Linked DNA regions of Gossypium hirsutum: region 2 is linked to region 1. Evidence: chromatin contacts called from public Hi-C data. All regions are on one chromosome and are shown on one strand. The core of a region is the stretch at or near the end of the contact, and the rest is flanking DNA. Distances in the headings are between cores, read along the strand shown.

Region 1 (4,649 bases), core at 95-2,594:
CCATCACTCGAATGCTTGCTCCAATGTCTTCCGTCAACATCGAAGCATTCATCTTCTGCTCAGCGTAAAGAGGCCATGCAATCATCGGCACCCCATTGACTATACTCTCCATGGTTGAATTCCACCCACAATGGGTTAAAAACCCACCAATCGACGGATGACTCAATACTTCGACTTGGGGTGCCCACATAGGGACTAGTAGCCCTCGATCTTGGGTCCTAACCAGAAACCCATCAGGCAAATAATTTAGGGTGGCATCAGATCCATTTCCCAAAGCGAGAAAGGTCCCTGCTGCGTCATTTTCAATAGGAGGACGAAGCACCCAAACAAACTTTTGTTGGCTAAGCTCCAGCCCCCAAGCTAGCTCTTTAACTTGTTGGGCAGATAAGGTTCCGCCGCTCCCAAACGACACGTAAATAACTGATTGTTTCGGTTGCTTATCGAGCCAAGCTATTATTTCGTTACCAAAAGCCGACTTTTCAATTGGTCTCACCAGTGGACCGATGGGGTAAATGGGTACCTTCTTTGTCTCTCTCAAGGCTTTAAGAGTTGTGGGTTCAAGTTCATCCCAAGTATTAACCAAAATGCCATCAGTCAAAGACATTTTATTGATTGCTTCAACATATCCTTGGTAAAATGGATCGTTGGCATCCATGAAAAAAACTTCGAGGTTATGCTCAAACTTAATGGGCTTGCAACCCGGAATGTGCAGTGGCTTACGGTTCTTAACATGCTCATCGATCTCTTTCCTATCAATCTCCAGAGTACACAACATAACTGCAAGAAACCATGCATTAGAAGCTATGAATACGAACTTTAACATATTATATTCATCCGCAATCTCCAAAGCATCAGTTCCGAACAAGTCCACAACTAGAGCTGTGGGGCGAAACTCCATCTTAGAGATTTCAGATCTGAGAAACGGCATAGACCGTAGCACCGTTGTCACTATTGTTGCTATAAACGAAACAGAGGGTCCACCTATGTCGGAAACGTCAATAAAAGGAAGTAAAACAATATCAAGGAGATCACCAGAGTCTGCTGGTGATTCAAGTAGATGGGTGTTTGCGAGTGAGGCATGGTCGGTTGCCACAACAAAGACAGTAACTTTGAAGCTTTGATGGGAAACAAGATGCTTGGCAAGCTCCAGCACTGGGATCAAGTGTCCCATTCCAGGGCTTGCAAGGAGAGCTATATGAGACATTGTGGTTTCCATGGAATGCTGGTCCGCAAACTAACTTTGATACTAACGGAAGAGAATCAGTTAAGATGGGGTAAGTTTAAGAGTGGCGGTGCACTGCATTCGTTGGTGTCTTATTTATAGATAGGAGGTCCAGTTCATTCGTCATAGGATATTATAGGATTTAGAGAGTGCACAAATGGGATCCAACCCGTTCAAACTCGATTTATAAAAAAATTGGAAAACTTCCGAATTTAATGTTATTTAAATCAACATGGCCGAAAATAAAAAAAGGATAAATTCTATAACTAATTATTTAATTTTTTATTTTAAACTTTAAAAATAAAAATTTTAATTTAAACATTCGTATTAAATAATTCCATCATTTTTATTAGTATCATGTTGTTTACTTTCAAGTCACATGGCATGTGGTATTTTTATTTGGTTTTGTTTTATTTCAAATTTTAATTTAAATTATTTTAAAATAAATGTTTGGCTTATTATATATTAATATCTATAATAAAAATAAATAAATGTTTGGTCCATTATGCATTAATATCTATGATCTATAACCTATATATAAGCGCTTTGGACCTTCCTACCTAGGCACGTGTTGCTCTTATCTTATTTTGAGAGAGAGACAGAGTAAATGTGGCAGAGTATGAATGTGCAAAGTCTTTTTTATAGATTATAACAATCATCAAATTTTAATAGGCCATTCATAGCCTAAACCCTTTATTTAGATTAAAATTATGTAACTTTTAAGAATAGTTAACTTTTAGTTTACATTAATTATAATATATATTTTTTGTTATATGGGTAAGTATTTTTTTTGTATTTTTAAATTACCATTCAAGTGAAATTAACAAAAGAATTTAATGGTGTTAACAATTAGACTTGAATTTTTAAATTCAAAAAGTAGAGGGACTAAATTCTTAAAAATAAAAGTATGAAGATTAAATTCTAAATACACGAAGAGTAAAGAGACTTGAAGTATATTTTAATCTTCAAATTTTAATCTATAATTTAGTTAAAAAAAATATGCGAAGCGTGATAAAAAATCATACTAATATATATGTTTACGGGCATGAGAGGGTGCAAGTCGAACTCAGGTCCCTCTTTTATTTGTAATGTTCTTCAAAAGTTTTTCCATAAAATATTATTTTTTCTTAATCAATGTAACTTCTATTTCATATAAAAACCTCTAAAGAAGTTATAAAGATAAGTCACAAACACCTCATTACTCAAAACATTAGTTAATTTAACAATTACAACAAAAAGAACACTATCCTAAAATGTCAACATGTTAAAAATCCTAGTCTAAACTATTTTTTTATCAACTTAAAAAATTATGCTCCTACTGAAATGAATCTGTAACACCCCTTACCCGGGACAAACTAGTACATCATGAGCAAAAGATGTTACAATTGGACACTAAAGCTAACTTAATTTGAGCATCAATTTCAAGACTTTACTTTAACATAAATTGACTCTTTGAAAGTTTTTCAAGTCATTTCTAGGCTTACTTTTTACAAACAAGGGTCATTCGGGGCTTAATCAGGACAAAATAAGGTAAACAATGTCAGTGATGGGCGACAAGATTACCTTCTGGCCTCACTTGCCTTGATATTCCCTTAGGGGCGTCACTTCTTAAATTTTTAGGTCTATTCAATTTAGTCCAATTTATTATCATTTAGTCATTTGTCAAAAGATTTTAGTTACCCATATCTCCATCAACCAACCTCTTTTGGGGGTTAACTACTCATGCTCAAAGTAAAAGAAATAAACATGGAAATGAAAAACAAGGCGACCATGAAAGTAAAGCTTAAGAAAAATATCAAAGTTAGGATTTTTATGCAAGAAAATGTAAATAACATGAAACTAAAAGCATTTAACAAGAAAATCTAAAGTAATAAATATAAAAGAAACAAGCTTTGATAGATTTAAAGCAAAAGAAACTGAAATACATTAAACTAAAGCTCAAAGAGTCTTAAAAGGTGCAGGGGCTGGAAAATGTAAATAAACCTTAGCTACAGTAATAACTAGCTTAATTAACACTAACAACATAAAGAACAAGAAGTAAATGCAGAAAAATAAGCTCTAAACTAAGGTAAAAGAAGAGAAAATAAAAACCATAGAAAAATGCAGAGAAAACTAAGAGAAACCTAGAGAAAACTAAACCTAAAACTAAGATAATGTGTGTGTCTCTCCTCCTCAACAATTTTTTGTTGTTTTAAGGTGTCTTCTGGTGACTTTTTGTTGCCAAAAATGCCCCTACATAGACCTTGGGTGATTGGTGGATCAAGTAGACAAAGACTACCCTTTTTGTCCAAGTTTGTCCCTCTGAAAAAGGTGGTATCGCAATACCTAAAAGTGGATATCACGATACCTTGGGCAATGTCGAGCCTTGAGGTCTTTCTTGGAAGGTGGATATTGCGATACCCAAAGAGGGTATCTCGATACCAAACTGAAGCATCTGTCAAAGCTGTTTTCAACCTTTCAAAATTTTGCTGACATCAATCCGTCCATTCAAGCTTAACATCTTTTTGAAGTAGTTTAGTTAATGGCAAGGGAATCATGGAAAGTCCTTTTACAAATTGTCTATTGTGACAACCCTAAATTGACCCTAGTCGAAAAGTGGTTTCGGGACCGCTAAACCGAGTCACCAAAGTATTTGAGTATAATATTTATTGTCTAAAACATGTGAATATGAGTGTGTGAAAGTTTTAAGCTTCGATTTAGTCAATTGCATGTGAATTTAGTTAATAGGACTTATGTGTGACACTTTTGAAATGTGATAGGTTAATCTATAAGGATCTATTAGTACATGTTATGAAAACAATGGTTTTGCATGTCAAATACTCCTTTTTTTTATACATAGTGGCTGGCCATGATGGTACATATATTAAAATATGTAGTAAATCTTAATTAAAAGGTTAACATTTTATGTAAAAGAAAGGAAATTAATAAAAGAAAGAAAAGAGTAATTAAAATAAGGAAAGAAAGGGTGAAGAAAAGAAAAAAGGGTATCACCTTGTTCTTCTTAGCCGTACAAGAAGAAGAAAAAGAGGGGGGGCATTCGGCCTTTTGAATGAAGAGAAGGTTAGTAAATTTTGTTAATCTTTCTTTTGAAATCTTAGTTTGTTCAGGTTAATCATCATGTTTTTCTTACCTAGCCATACTAAAATTTTGAATTTAGAGGGTTGGATGGAACTTTCGGTTATGGTATATGTGAGAAGAACTTGATTTTTTTTCTTTCTTACCCTTAAGTTTTGATGGATAAAGAAACAAAAAGATTGTTGATGAAAGAAATTAATCTTGTTAAAACTTTAAACTAATAACACCCATATGTGTGATAGCCGAACATAGACTTTGTTTAAAGTCTTGATTAAAGGCCGGTTAAGTGTTTTGAAATGGATATCTAAGGTGTTAAATAATAAAACTCTTGATGACTTGGGTTAAATAGCAT
Region 2 (4,817 bases), core at 74-2,573, 260 kb after region 1:
TTGAGCAGCATCATGATTTAGAGGATCCTCGTAATTTGGTTCCTTCACACAAGATTCAAATATCATACGGATACAAATACTTGGAAAAGATGGCAGCAAATTCATAGAAATACAATAGCCATTACCGTAAACAGATGATATAGTCCATAGATTACTGTGTTTATATTGAGCACGGGCTTCCAGTCTTCACGTAAGATGTTAAGGCAAACATTTCCTTCCAAGTCAATATTTGGATGGTAGATCTGGAAATCGGAGTACAACACCAAACAACCCAGGTTATAACCAAAACAGAACATAAACCAACACGATTTGGGTACAAGGATCAGGGGACCTACCGTTGTCTTGCACTTAACTTTGGGTGCCTCATGTGGATAGATGGGAGAAACCTTGAAGGAGAACAAAAATGTGCCACCGCTGCGAAAGCAGCAGTAAGTTGGGCAAATTATTAAATGCGATAAGCCGAATTGTATGTGAAACAAGAGTTTTTCCACTTCTAAGAACAGATTTAACCAAAATATTATTGCTAGAAAACAACCAAGTTACTTGGTTTAAGATACGAGTCATGAAACAAAGCTCTTACTGATAATATCCTTCATCAGGTCGAATCGAAACCTCGAAGTTCATCAGGTCATCCTTTCCATTAGGAAATGCTATGCCACAGGATTGGGGTAGGTTCAGCTCAGAAATGTCTGCAAATTTAAGGCAAAATCAAGCATAACATTCAAATTGATTAACCTCTGATTGCCTAATTGGATCCTAGATCAAACCGATCCTCTTAAATCCAGTTGCTTCAGCGCTCAATCTCATTCAATCTTTAAGAAAGCTAAAGAATTTTGCAACAAAAATGAAGGGGATTTAGGGGGAAAATAAAATAAGACATGGATTGAGTAAACAAGCAAACCTTTGTGTAAACGCAACTCGCCCGCAGTTTGCTTTCTCCTGACGGCTTCATCCTTTGCATTTTCAGCAGTTTCTCTCTGCTTTTCTTTTACTTTAAACAATCGAATCATAGCTCCTGGCTCCTGCTAATAGGTGTTAAAAACTTTTAAAAGAAGCCATTAATCAGAATTTAGTAATGGAATCAAAATAATATCAATCAAAATCAGGGGTCCAAATAGCGGTGGCGCAGCGATATAAACAAAGTTCAAATCAATCGCAGTGAATGGCTGCCGCAAATAACAATGTAACAGAAAATAGCGGCGATAAGGATCCCCTATTCCCGCTTAACCGATAGCTTTAAAAAGAAATTTGAATAAAATTTTATATTAAATTTTTAATATTTTAAAAATACATATATTTTTTTAGTATTATATCAATGTTATTGGGAGCATGTTTATTTGACTCAAGCTCTCTATTTAATCTCTCAAGTAAGCTTTCTTAATCTATCATTGTGCACATGCTCTTTTTTATTTTGTATCAAAGTTTTTTAGAATAGTCAATCACTCAACAATAGTGATTAACTTAAAAGAGAATGATGACATATTAAGATATTTGTGGGCTTTCGTCATAAATATTAAGAATTCGTAAAATAATGTTAATATTTAGATTTCCACTATACTTTTTGTTTTATTTTATTTTTTGCAAATTAAGATATTAGTTTACAGACAAATAATTCGTCTTGAGATAGTATAAAAATATTTGGAATAACCAAAAGTATTATTTAACTGATTAATTAATTGAAATAACATTTTTTGTAATTATTTAAATAATTAAAAAATATTCAAATTTATCACCTAAACAAATCTAGCAATTATAAATTGTGTTTGATTGTATTATAAAACAATTATAGTAAGTAGTATTCTTCTAAAAGATAATATAATCTCATTTTCAAACTCTACTAAATGCGATTGATAAAATTTTAATATTTTAAAATTTTTAGATATAAATCTCAAAATTATATATGAACTTTGATTTAATTAAGAACAATACTTTTTTTTATTCATTTAACTGAGAATTTTGGTTGGGAAGAACATAACCCATGGTTTTAGGAGACAAAGTCAAGAGGCTTAAAGGGTGGGTGGGTTAGCAGTGGGAAAGGGATGGTGGGAGAGAGGGAAAGAATTAGAGTAAGGGGGAGGGATGGTGGGGAAGAGGGAGAGGGATGGGAGAGTGATGATAGGGGGAGGGAGACGAGAGAAGAGGATGAGAGAATGATGGAAAATGGCCGCTCCCTTTACATCTGTAATGAAAAATGGTTAGTGGTGATTGATTTTTTATTTTTCGAAAATTTAGTGATTGAGTTAAAAGTTGAATAACTGTTTTATCATTAAAATCAAAATTAGTAACTGTTGGTATTCTTTACTCTTTACTTAATTATTTGCACACTTAAAAAAACATTTGAGTCTTTAGTTCATACTTGTGTAAAATGGTCTTCTTTTTCATCTTCCATCATTGACTTTTTATATTTCTCGCACAGGCTCTTTTAAAGATTTCACGGTGATTAGCTTATATAATATTTTATTTTTAACTTGGTTACAATGTTAATGGGAATGATAAATAGATCTTTATAACATTTTTATTTTTTTTAACCAACCTAAATGTATTTTTATAAGAGTTGGTGTAGAATTGTTAGCACTATTAAAATTCTTTTATTGTGTAAAATTGTTAGTGCCATTATATTTCTCGCACAGGCTCTTATAAAGAATTGTTAGCATTCTAATTAAAGTGTTAACAAATGGATCTAAAATTTATAAATTCGAAAAGTAGAAAGACTAAATTTTTTAAAATAAAAATATAGAGATTAAATTTTAAATATACGAAGATTACAAAATTTTTGAACAAATTGTAACCTTTAAATTTTTACATTATAATTTAATTAAAAAATAAATAATTAACTCAACTTGTTCTTTTTATCACTATCAAGATATCTGTTTTTAGTCAAAACTTGACCACAGTGTTTTACATTATTTAAAAATATTGCATTTCTATATATGCCATTTTTATCCCTTAAATTGAAAGAAATCTAAATTCATAATTCTCGTAAGTGATTAGGGGATAAAATATTTTCAGGAACAAACAAATTATAATAATTTTTGTCTATATTTTCAGTCATTTTTTTATGTCTTACAATAAATTCATAAAAATAATTTTTATCACTATAGTTTTTTTTTATCTTTGATTAATTTGGTGTTTATTTTTATGAACCAACAAAATACTTATAATTTGATATAGAATAAATTGTCCATTTTTATCATCAATCAAACTAGATCAATAATCAATGTTCCTTTTTTTCATTAGTTGTTTAAAAGTTAAATCCTTCTTAAACGTGGGCAGAATTAATAGTTATAATAATTTCTATACTAAAATAGGACGGTTTGGATTGGATTTGATTTAATAGGGTGGAATTAGGGGGGAAAAATGGTTTGAGGTGGATTAGGTAAATTTAGAAAATAGTCGGGCTCAAGTTTAGTGTAAACCCACCTCGCTTTGCCTGGAGTATTTACAAAATTACCTCTCGTTATATTAATTATTTAGATTTAACCCCTAATTGTTTTAATTCTAAAACTCTCCAAGACTACTTTCTAAACTAATATCTTTAAATTTTTTATATAAAAAATGGTGTGAAAATGGGATTGGAGTTGGATAGTCAAAATGGAACTTTGGATCAAAATTGGACCTATCCCCTTGCTATCCCTAATTACTTCTATAAAAAGTATTTTTGTTATTAACGAAAGAATAAAACCTACAAACTAAGTATAGCTATCATTTTTTTTTATAAATGATATATTTTTTAAAAATATTATTTCTATCAAATTAAATTCTAATATTTTATTTTATTCTTTTGGTGTTTATGACACAAAATTAATTTTTAAATCACAATATTTTCTAAAATAAATTGTCAAATTAAATTTTAGGTTTAATTCTAAAATTCATCCTCAACATTTTGTGGTTTTTTCACTTCAGCCCTTAACATTTTTTTATTTCAATCTCACTCACAATTAAGGGTGAGCGTTCGATCGAATCAAGTGAAAAAATTTCAAATTAATCGAGTTGACGAGTCCTATTTTATCATCCTAACTCGATTTGAATTTTTTTTAAATCGAGACAAGTGAAATGAGATTCGAGTCAAGTCGAATCGAGTGAAATTGTTCGAGTTAAATTAAAAAATTAAACATGCCAAATTAAAATCTTGTTATAGTATAACTAATTTTATGCTAGAGCACATAAATTTTAAACCATATATATTTGAAAACTTTTTAAAAGCAAAATAATAATAATACTTTAATATGATAAACTAGAATACTTATTTAGATCCCAATATTATTATTCTATAATTTTTTTATTTTTAAATTTTTTTATATATATATTTTAGAATTTTTTTTAGAAATTTTATAATTTTTTAAAAATATAAATTTTGAAACCTTTATAAATATTTTAAATTTTAAAAATTATTTTATAATTTTTATTGAAAAAGATACTAATTTACCTATTTTTAAACTTAGCACGTCGAAAAGTTATGAATTTTGAATGTTTCCAAGTCTAGAAGTGATGTTTTTTTTTTGTGGAATATAGGGCCACATTGAGCGAAGTAGTATCTTTGAAGGTTCCGCCTTGTGTCCGGGCACTTGGCTTTGGTCCTAAAGCTTTCTAATTCAATTTTCTTTCTTTGACTTTTCTCATCATTCCTACAATCAAACCCTGCTCTCCTCTCACCCTTCGCACACCTTACGGTTGTTGGAAAGAATATAAGTAATAAAGCACACTTTTGACTTCATTCTTCTTATCTTTCCCCCTCTCTCACAATTATTTTCTCTCATTTTCCTTTCTTTTCTCCTCTCGAAATCCTTATCTAATGCTATTGGGTGCCTCCTTGAGTT

The links. A called contact is a pair of places that touch in the nucleus more often than the background predicts.
Region 2: a Hi-C map of leaf shows a contact between it and region 1, with 2.3 times the contacts expected there. The contact joins the promoter of LOC107926601 here to the promoter of LOC107920494 in region 1. A contact is called at or near these places in 4 of 34 Hi-C or Micro-C datasets (callus and leaf).

What each region holds. Positions count from the first base shown.
Region 1 is chrA12:16,165,180-16,169,828 of Gossypium_hirsutum_v2.1, forward strand. It overlaps LOC107920494 (UDP-glycosyltransferase 72E1), which reads right to left and starts at 1,345. Exons shown (of 1, transcript XM_016850236.2): 1 at 1-1,345. The coding sequence starts at 1,216.
Region 2 is chrA12:16,430,093-16,434,909 of Gossypium_hirsutum_v2.1, forward strand. LOC107926601 (NEDD8-conjugating enzyme Ubc12) reads right to left here and starts at 1,324. Exons shown (of 6, transcript XM_016857499.2): 1 at 902-1,324; 2 at 581-689; 3 at 336-414; 4 at 126-242; 5 at 1-42. The coding sequence starts at 1,010. It overlaps LOC107926583 (UPF0496 protein At2g18630), which reads left to right and starts at 4,522. Exons shown (of 2, transcript XM_041084046.1): 1 at 4,522-4,817.